2 separate regions of the Mus musculus genome follow, and region 2 is linked to region 1. The links are chromatin contacts, called in public ChIA-PET maps. All regions are on one chromosome and are shown on one strand. Each heading gives the region's core, a stretch centred on a gene start, on an enhancer-like site or on the middle of the called end of the contact. The rest is flanking DNA. Distances are from core to core; before and after follow the strand shown. Region 1 has its middle 98 kb from the start of Gm32076. Region 2 has its middle 14 kb from the start of Gm32464.

What was found. ChIA-PET counts read pairs in DNA pulled down with a chosen protein or histone mark.
Region 2: an RNA polymerase II ChIA-PET map of memory CD8 T cells shows a contact between it and region 1, with 4 times the contacts expected there. The contact joins two enhancer-like sites.

The regions. Positions count from the first base shown.
Region 1 is chr17:78,084,689-78,089,660 of GRCm38.p6, reverse strand. No RefSeq gene overlaps it. Among named protein-coding and RNA genes, the nearest start is that of Gm32076, 98 kb to the right of the region's middle. Within about 2 kb of position 2,565, at least 32 of the 459 cell types and tissues checked have an H3K27ac peak or open chromatin away from gene starts, as enhancers often do. A contact at or near this core is called in memory CD8 T cells, where this site is marked.
Region 2 is chr17:78,447,987-78,453,020 of GRCm38.p6, reverse strand. No RefSeq gene overlaps it. Among named protein-coding and RNA genes, the nearest start is that of Gm32464, 14 kb to the left of the region's middle. Within about 2 kb of position 1,615, at least 32 of the 459 cell types and tissues checked have an H3K27ac peak or open chromatin away from gene starts, as enhancers often do. A contact at or near this core is called in memory CD8 T cells, where this site is marked.

The sequences.
Region 1 (4,972 bases), core at 1,316-3,815:
AGGGAAACTGAACTGAGGAATCGCCTTCATTGGATTGGGGACATTTTCTTGATTAAGAATTGGGCAGTTGATATATATATATACAAAGCTGAGCAAGCCACAGAGAGCAAGCTAGTAGGCATTGTTTCTTCATGGCATCTGTTTTAGTTCCTGCTTCCTAGTTCTTACCTTGAATTCCTACTAAGGTTATGGGTTACAGTTCACCATTTATAGAAACCTGAAGTAGCTTCTGGTCATGGTGCCTAACACAGCAAAGAGAAGCAGAGGAGGACACGTGTGTGTATAGTGATAGTATTCTTATTTAGGAAAAGGCTGCTCTTCTTCTTTTTCTAATGTGCGCTGGCCCAGTGAACAGAGATGTGAAAATAAGCAGAGAAGGAGAAGCAGAGGATTAGCAGGGAAACACACAGCTTTTTTTTTTCCGATTTTTTATTAGGTATTTAGCTCATTTACATTTCCAATGCTATACCAAAAGTCCCCCATACCCACCCACCCCCAATCCCCTACCCACCCACTCCCCCTTTTTGGCCCTGGCGTTCCCCTGTACTGGGGCATATAAAGTTTGTGTGTCCAATGGGCCTCTCTTTCCAGTGATGGCCGACTAGGCCATCTTTTGATACATATGCAGCTAGAGTCAAGAGCTCCAGGGTACTGGTTAGTTCATAATGTTGTTCCGCCTATAGGGTTGCAGATCTCTTTAGCTCCTTGGCTACTTTCTCTAGCTCCTCCATTGGGAGCCCTGTGATCCATCCATTAGCTGACTGTGAGCATCCACTTCTGTGTTTGCTAGGCCCCGGCATAGTCTCACAAGAGACAGCTACGTCTGGGTCCTTTCGATAAAATCTTGCTAGTGTATGCAATGGTGTCAGCGTTTGGTTGCTGATTATGGGGTGGATCCCTGGATATGGCAGTCTCTACATGGACCATCCTTTCATCTCAGCTCCAAACTTTGTCTCTGTAACTCCTTCCAAGGGTGTTTTGTTCCCACTTCTAAGGAGGGGCATAGTGTCCACACTTCAGTCTTCATTTTTCTTGAGGGAAACACACAGCTTTGATCAACCCAGGAAGAATGATGCTGTGTGTTTAGATCTGCCCAGCGTTTGTCATTTTCATCTTCTGGACCTGTTGTCTAGCTCTCTCACTTCAGAGCTTACCTTTACCGTCAGCATCACCCAACAAGGATTTCATTAGCACAGGCTTCAATTCACCCAGAGAGAGCCAGAGTCCAAACGTGATTTGCATCTGGAACATGGCTGCAAGTCATACGAGGTGGAGAAGCAAAATCGATTGCACTCTTTGTCCAGATAATAAACTCACAGGCCTTCAGTGCTTAGATCTGGAAGGATATCTGCAGAATCATGCTCTAAGGTATAGTCTGAAAAGCCTCTTGAAATTATATAATAGTCCCGGGAGAGACATTTCTAGAATAAGTTTCTTTAAAAGTCATTCCAATCAGTAGAAAGAAAGCTGCCCCCCTTTTCTTATAAGGATGAAGAACTCAGGTTCTTTCTTGGATTTTGATCAGTTTCTTCCTGACCTTGCTCTCCCTTCTAGCTTTATTTCATTTATGAGTTGATTAAAATTGAATCCATGCCCTATACTTAGGTTATTGATTTCACGTCCTCTAGAATCTCCCTTTTCCCTTTGATCTAGTTCTTTCTCATCTACTTCTCTCATCTACTTGCTCCTCCTGTGGAAACAGCTATGTGCAAAGAACTTCTCTGTCTCTGTCTCTGTCTCTGTCTCTGTCTCTGTCTCTGTCTCTGTCTCTGTCTCTGTCTCTGTCTCTGTCTTTGTCTCTGTCTCTGTCTCTCTTTGCAGAAGAATCACTTCTAACATTGTATAATTTCATACTCTCTGGAGACATATTTATTTTGTATACCTGTTAAAAATAGGATTATGGGATAAGTATGCCATTATTAATTAATTAAGATAAAATTGGCAAAAAAATCAAGCCTTTTCAATCCTCTAAACCTGGAATGGATTAAAAACTCATTCTAAGATTATGTTTTCTCCTTCCTTCCTTCCTTCCTTCCTTCCTTCCTTCCTTCCTTCCTTCCTTCCTTCCTTCCTTCCTTCCTTCCTTCCTGTCTCTCTCCCTCTCCCTCTCCCTCTCCCTCTCCCTCTCCCTCTCCCTCTCCCTCTCCCTCTCCCTCTCCCTCTCCCTCTCCCTCTCCCTCTCCCTCTCCCTCTCCCTCTCCCTCTCCCTCTCCCTCTCCCTCTCCCTCTCCCTCTCCCTCTCCCTCTCCCTCTCTCTCTCTCTCTCTCTCTCTCTCTCTCTCTCTCTCTCTCTCTCTCATTTCCTAAGAGTCTAGTCACTGATCACAAGTGCCTTTGAACGCACGGATGATCTGAGCCTGAGGAGGCTTCCATTTTTAGGTCACCACTCAGCAGCATTTAACAGAGGGAGTCCAACTTGGTGTTCACTTCATAAGAGGTCACAGTGGAAGGAAAGACGTGCTGCGTTTTTGCTGGCTTATTCAAGCAAGATCGCTTTTCATCTCTGCCGAGTGAAGAACAAGAGGGGATGTGGTTAAGTTAGAGCACAGAAAGAGTTTCCATCTGGCTAGGATTTCCTCTGTGGTTATGAGCTTTCTTCCGAAAGTGAGTTTAAGTGTGTAGGTGCATCAGTACTCCTCATTCAAGTGACCTGGACTCTGTCTTCTCGTTTGTATAAAAAGGTTTTTTACTTTATATTCAACTATGTGTGAAGTAATTTACTTTCAGCTTAAACATTTCAAATTTCCACTAAGTTCTTGAGACAAGAGAGAACATATCGGATGGGTAAACCTTGAGACCTTTTTTTTTTATTTAAATATTTTTTATTACGTATTTTCCTCAATTACATTTCCAATGCTATCCCAAAAGCCCCCATACCCTCCCCCCCCCACTCCTCTACCCACCCATTCCCACTTTTTGGCCCTGGTGTTCCCCTGTACTGGGGCATATAAAGTGTGCATGTCCAATGGGCCTCTCTTTCCAGTGATTTTAACTGCAGTGGATTCTGTTTTAAAATATGGCAAGGGTTTTCATTTCTACCTCAAAGTGAACTCATGAAATGGATATGGAAAGAGCTACATTAATAGTCAGTAAATTCAATAAAGAGTACACTGCGCATGACACAAATAAAAGTCAAAGTCGTCTTTCTCAGACAGCCCATGGTTCTTCACTGTGGAAACCTGGGAAGAATTCAAGGGGAACTCAATTCCAACACCCTGTCCCACCTTGGCAGAGAAAGACAGTAGATGAAGACCCAAACTCAACCCTTCGGTGTCTTTGTTATTGTCATAGACTTGAAACAGAAACTTGAACAAATATACTTCTCTCATCTGTTTATTTGAATCAGAAATATGAAGGAACGTTGCCAGAAAAGCTTAGAGCCTTCGGTCAAGAAGGCAGAATGTTCAGAGTTGTAGCAAACTTACAAGCCAGTATAAACCATAGAAGATCAGGATTCTCTTCTGAGAAGAGCCAAAAATGAAGCAAGCATTCAGAGGGAAATTGAGATGCCCCGAGAGAGAGATTATAGGACTTCCTTGCTTCTAGTTTCCTGAAATCTCTTGAAAATATATCTCTAGTCCTGAGATTTGAGATGCTTGCAGTGTCCCTACATACGGTCCACTCCCAATGCTGTTTATGCTTGTTACAGCCCAGCTAGCTAAGCTAATAGTTGTCTCTAAGCACAAATGACTATCTCAAGTATGTGGTCAGAGAGCGATGTTTCTCATTCTTTATTTTACTGCTTCCTTTTATTCCTTTAAGAAATAGGTTTCTTTCTGAAATATAATATTCCCTTCTAATGTGACTGCTTCAAAGGATATGTGCTAGTGATGGACATCTCTGAAAAAGCCACAATCAAGATATTGGAATATTTTGATCCAAACCCATACACTTGAATATAATTTTCCTTCTAGTAACTCCATGTTTGACATGCTTTTTTTCTAAGTTATAATGAACAATCTCCAATGATTTTCAGAGATATAATAATAAGCAATTCAACAAGAAGGGGAAATGGGTATTATTGGAATGTGTAGAAGCAACTAGACATTGAACTCAACTTTCAAATGTGTATGTTTAGATATCTCCTTACCAACTTGAACAAGATATCGTTTAATTTTACAGAATACCAACTTAAGCACTGGAGAATTTAATGTGCTTGATTTTAAAGTGTTACTATTACTCTAATCCAGATTTACCTTCTTCTGTCCAGCTGTGGCCACGGCAGATGTAGGTAGAGGAGCTGGGGGATAAGGTCTATCTTTGAGTCTCTTTCCCATCAGTCTTCCTAGTTACTGACTTTTCTGGTCCTGTCACAGGATGAACACATGTGGGCACGACAGTCTTTCTTCGTGTTTGTATCATGTCTTCTCTGACGCCAGTCTTGACCTGATGCTAGTGGCGTCTTGTAAGGAGGAAGATTTTCCATCTGGTGTGTTTAATTTCCTTGGGCATTTACCTTTGTCCAAGTCAATTCTTCTCTTTAAGAAACTGACATACTTCCCCCTGTTGCCCATCAGATTATTTGTTGGTTCAGAGACTGTGTAGGCATCCTCAGCCCTTTTGTGAAGGTAGACAGTTTTATTACTGTTTATAGGTGCCGTGGAACACCGAGGCTAGGTGCTTAAGAAGAATGTCAAATCCTTTAACATCTATTGTATAAATACTTCAGCAGTCTCCATATATCCTAAACATCTAAGCTAGAAATAGGTACCATTATATGCATTCATAAGCATCTATGAAGTTTAAAGGACATGATGAAGCACTTTATTTTGTACTCAACCATTAACAAAACAGATGAAAACAACACAGCTTTCTTAAGGAGTTCCAAAAACTCTCCTCTTAGCATCCTTAGCATGCTCCTTCCTGGGACTTTGCCCAACAGGACCTGGAGGTTCTGTAGACCTCAGGCCTCCAGCCAGGGAAGCAATTGTCACATTCCTGGGGCCTTTCATCTTTATGAAGGATTATCTTG
Region 2 (5,034 bases), core at 366-2,865, 360 kb before region 1:
GGAAGACCTGCATTTTATGGTCCAATTTTCCCAAGTTAGTAATAGAACCTTGTGGGTTAGAGAGACCACGCTAACAGCGCTGGCTGCTCTTCCAGAAGACCCAGGTTCGATCCATAGCACCCACGTGACAGCTCACAACCACCTATAACTCCAGTTTCACGGGATCTGACTCCCTCCCTGGCCTCCCTGGGCACTGTGTGAATACTCAGACTCCTAGGAAGCAGAATAGTGGTGCCCAGGGGGAGGGAGAGAAAAAACAAAACCTTTGGGTAATGGTGAAGAGTCTTATATTTGCAAGGAGAGAAAGCTGTCAAGATAACTTCTACAAAACAAAAACCAACACTATGCAACATATTTGAAGTGGTTAAGAAAGAAATAAACACAGAAAAGGATATATTTTAGAGTTGGGAACCCTTTTAAAATGAAAGTATATGACATCACTTCCTTCCTCTCGTTCCTTCCCTCTCAACCCTTGAATGTTCTTCCCACTCTCAAACTCATGGCCTCTTTTTCTTTGACTATCACACACACACACACACACACACACACACACACACACACACACAGACACACACTACTGAATCCATTAGTACTGCTTCTATGTATATGATGCTACGGGGACCACTTGATACAGGATAAACTACTAGGGACCTTACTCCTGGGGAAGCTGAGTTCTCCCTTGGCATTTGCTATGGTTCTTTGTCTAGGGGTGGGGACCAGTGAGGTTCTCCCTTTCAGCATTAGCATGTCCATTAGTAGATGTTAATTTTGAAAACCAGAGAGGAAGAACAACACCCCATAATTTTAGCTGATAAATAGTCTTCTCTTACTTTTTGGCAAACTGGTCTTAAATGAGACGCAGTCGCTGTCTGCCAGATTCTTGTGTTTCAGATGCTGGAGGCAGGGGAATCGTGGTGGGGCGGGACAAGTGTGGCTCTCCGTAGAAGGGGCTTAGGGTCTGGGTAAGAGCCTTGAAGTTGAATAAACTTGCATAGTTATTGTTCAAGTGTGGAAGAACGTCATAGCACATTAAGTACCAGCTACTTCCTAGGTCTCTCTAACTGAATAAAGCTACCCCTGTCCCTCAGATGTTGCATGAAGCAAAGTCCTGAGTTGTAGCAACTCTTAAATAACCTTGAAGAAACATTCAGTTTGTGACAGTTTTCAGCTTGTCAATAGATATGATCGAGCATAAAGCCTCTTGGTAGCCGCTGAGCTGCAGCTGAAGCAGCCCCTGCAGAAGCCACCTCCATGGAGGATCAGCTGCCCACAGTTCCTGGCGGGGGCACCAGAGCCTTAGGAGCAATGCTGAGGCTTTCGGCACACATCATACCTTCCCCAAAATGGTCATGACTTGAGGTAAGCCGGAGAGCACGACAGGCATGTGACCTGTTGATGAATGGCAGGCTTTCCAGCCAAGAACATTATTGGATCTTTCTTGTCCCTGGATTCGGCTTCCTAACTTGACCTCACTTGAAAATAGAATGGGTTATTTAGAAGCTGAGACAGGATTTATTGCCACGGAATTTATGAATTAGCTTTTACCTCTACTGGGAGCTGAGCCTTTGGGTTAGTCTTAGGCAGGCTCTGACCTTGAGATACAGGCTGCCTGCCCTGCCCTTGACACAGGAAACAGTGTCTAACTTCAGGATACAGATCGGTGAGCTGCCTCCTTTCCACCACTTCCTAAATAGACCCAGAGAAAAACATTGTAACGATGAAAACAATAATTGTTTCTATCAGCCCTGTGGTCTCTGCTAAAGCAGATAATATGAATTACAATGTTATACACTTTCCATGGGTCTGAATACACTTATTTTTTGTTTCAAAGAAAGAGGGTGAAAATAATATTCTCTGAATTTAATTTTTTATTCCTTTCTGGTATTTTTTCTTCCCTCCCCTCCCTCCTTCCACCCCACTGCTTCTGTCTTCATATCAGTTGAGCTAGTTGGAAGAGCATTTATGAGTTTGGAGCTAGGAGAAGACCAACCTCTCCGTTCTGAGGAGCCATGGAACTCTAGGAAACTTCCCAGCCCTCAGTGTATCAGTTACCTCTCATTTCAGATAAAAAAAAAATGATGCCATTGGGCTGCTTAGGGTTTCCATAATGATGACACAAAATAGATGATAGATGGTAACTGCCACTTATAATTATTATGTTGGATTCTTACGGACAAGTTCTTATGGAGTAAGAAAGGAAAAACCGGCTCAGATTGCTATAAAACTATTGGAAGAGATGGTTGGAGGATTCAATGCACAGGAAAGGGGAATAGGGAAAGGGTATAATTACTTACATCAGTGTAGTAAGAAGATTGTTGTAGCAAATAAGCAGAATCCAGTGAACGCTCTCATATGACCTGCCGGTGTAAGCCCGTGTAAGCCACATAAACCCGTTCCTTTCCTAAGCTGCTTTTGCTCAGGGTGTTTTGCTAACCATGAACTTTATATAGTGTCTATGTTGGCAAGGCTAGTTTAAGAAATACAATTCTTTAAATAACATGGACAGAAAAAAAAGAGAGAAAGAAGAACTTTCCTGTGCAAGATTGGTCTAGTCAATACTCCAGCTTGGTTGGAGAGGGACCGGTGAGCTCTGACCCCTAGATGAGGAGCCACTGGCAGTTGGGGGCTTCTCAGGGAAGGACAGTCACTTTTTCTTAAGGGTATGACTCCTGGTAGGTCAACCAAAGTGCAGTGAATGACCTCATTCTCATGAGTATAGGATAAGGCCGGTCACAAAACAAACAAACAACAACAACAACAACAACAAAACCACACACAACCCAAAAGGACACAAAGTTGGGAAGGAGCAAAGGGGAATAGATCTAACAGAATATAATCAAAATATATCGTATGCACGTATGAACTTCTCAAAACATTAAAAACAAGTTGTATTTTTAAAAATGAGCTGAGATCATTCTCCAGGTGGACAGGCTGAGTTTCAAGAGCTTAAGCACCCTGCCTTTGGATACATATCCGGTGACAGAGCTGGGTCAGAACTGGTAGGTGTCCTGACTGGAGCCCATGGGTGGGCGGCCATCCTGCTTGAGCATCGAGCTTTTGAAATGCGACACCTTCAGAAAATGCCCAGAGATCTTTCATGCTGGAGGGAGGACAACTTTGTATTCACTTCAGGGATCATTTTTCACAGCTGGAATTCAAAGCATGTGAACACAGATATCGTTATCCCTGGTTCACAGATGGAAAGATCTGGACAAACACCGACTCCACACTGAGTGGCTTACGCAACCATCATGCCCATGCAAGCTGGAGTGTTGACCTGCTGCAGGTGCCTGCCTGCTTCCGGGACGCCTTTCAGCTTCCTTTCTCTTGCCTGTTGGTACATTCCTTGGTCATTTTCTCCCCACCAAAGGTAGAACCGACGAGGGGTAATGTTTGTTTCATTCCCCCTTTTAATGCATGGATGAACATTTAATAGTGTCTGCTTTAGTGCACTTTCTGCTTTGTGCCAAAACACTAACCAAAATCAACTTAGAAAAGGAAAGAGGTTTATTGGGCTTATACTTCCAGGTTGTGCTTTATCACTGAGGGAAACCAGAGCAGGAACTCAAGCAAAAACCGATACAAACAGCACAGGGGGATGCTGTTTACCGGCTCACACTTAGCTCATTTTCTTATATGGTCCATACCACCTACCTGGATATACTGCCACGCACAGTGAGCTGGATCCTCTGACATCAATTGTCAATCAGCCTGTCTCTCACAGACATGGCCCAATTTAGAACGATCTGGGCAATTGTCAGATGAGTTTTCTTCTAGGTTGGATCAAGTTGATCATAAGAGCAATCTCTGCCTAATACCCACCGGGTATTGACTCTAAATGAACACTAAACCAACCAACCAACCAACCAACCAACCAACCAAACAAACAAACAAACAAAAAACCAAAAAAACCCCAAACACTCCAAAATGTCTTCATTCATATATGCAGATTGAAGAGAGAATCAAGTCACCTATCTGGATTCTGATTCTGAGACCTAATTTCTATGTTGGTCAGTTCCAAGCTCTGCAACCTCAGTGGAAAGCAACCTGCCATTGGATCACAGCTTAGACCCTAGGAATCGACTCACTTTTGATCACATGTATTGCTCCACTTAAGACTTAGAGCAAAGAGGGCACAAGGAGGTGCCTCATAGAAAACTGAATGGGTCATATTTTGGAAAGGGAAAAGGGAATCTTTTGAACTCTTTTACATTTGTGAGGACTTGCTTCATGGCTCACTAGTGAAGTCAGACAGACAGCATCTCCAGAAGAAGGACTCTATCTAAATGCCTATGTGGATAAATACAGTATTCCAAGCAGAGTCTACTTCAGGGGCTCATTCAACACCATTATCCAAATTAATATAGCCTCCAGATGGATATATGAAATCTATCTTACATAGGTCACATTCAAAAGCAGCACACACACACACACACACACTCACACACACACACACACACACGTGTGTGTGTCTATGTGTGTGTGTGAGTGTGTGTGTGTACATGTATACATCTTCACTGTGGTAACAAAAGCAAGGACATTGGCCTTTTGTGTTGTTTTCTTAGGCACTGGGCTTTTATGTTGTTTTCTTAAGCAAAAGAGCTTCAGTCCCCATGGCGAGGAATCCTCCAGTCCATACCCTGTGTGAGTGGACAGAAAATGTGCCACAAAGCCTTCAATTGTACAGATGTTCCATTGCCCAGTTTACAGAATCCTAAGAGATTCCCACTGGGAACAGAGTTTACAGCTAATTAGCCATTAGCTCCCTTTTTTCAGAGCTTCCCAAGAGCCATCTCTTAACAATATTTCAAACCATTTTCGGAGGGGTTAGAAGAGCATGGTGGATGCGAACCTCTGCTCTGACATGTACACACAAACAATTATGAAGTTACAGGGCATCCTTGGTGGTGGCAAGGAAGGTCAGCAAACAACACTCGCCAGGGCCGCCCTGCGGGGTGGCATTGTGTTTTCAAATGAGTAGCATTGTCATCCACTAATTCCACCTTAAATGGGCTGCTTAAAAACTTGGAGCTG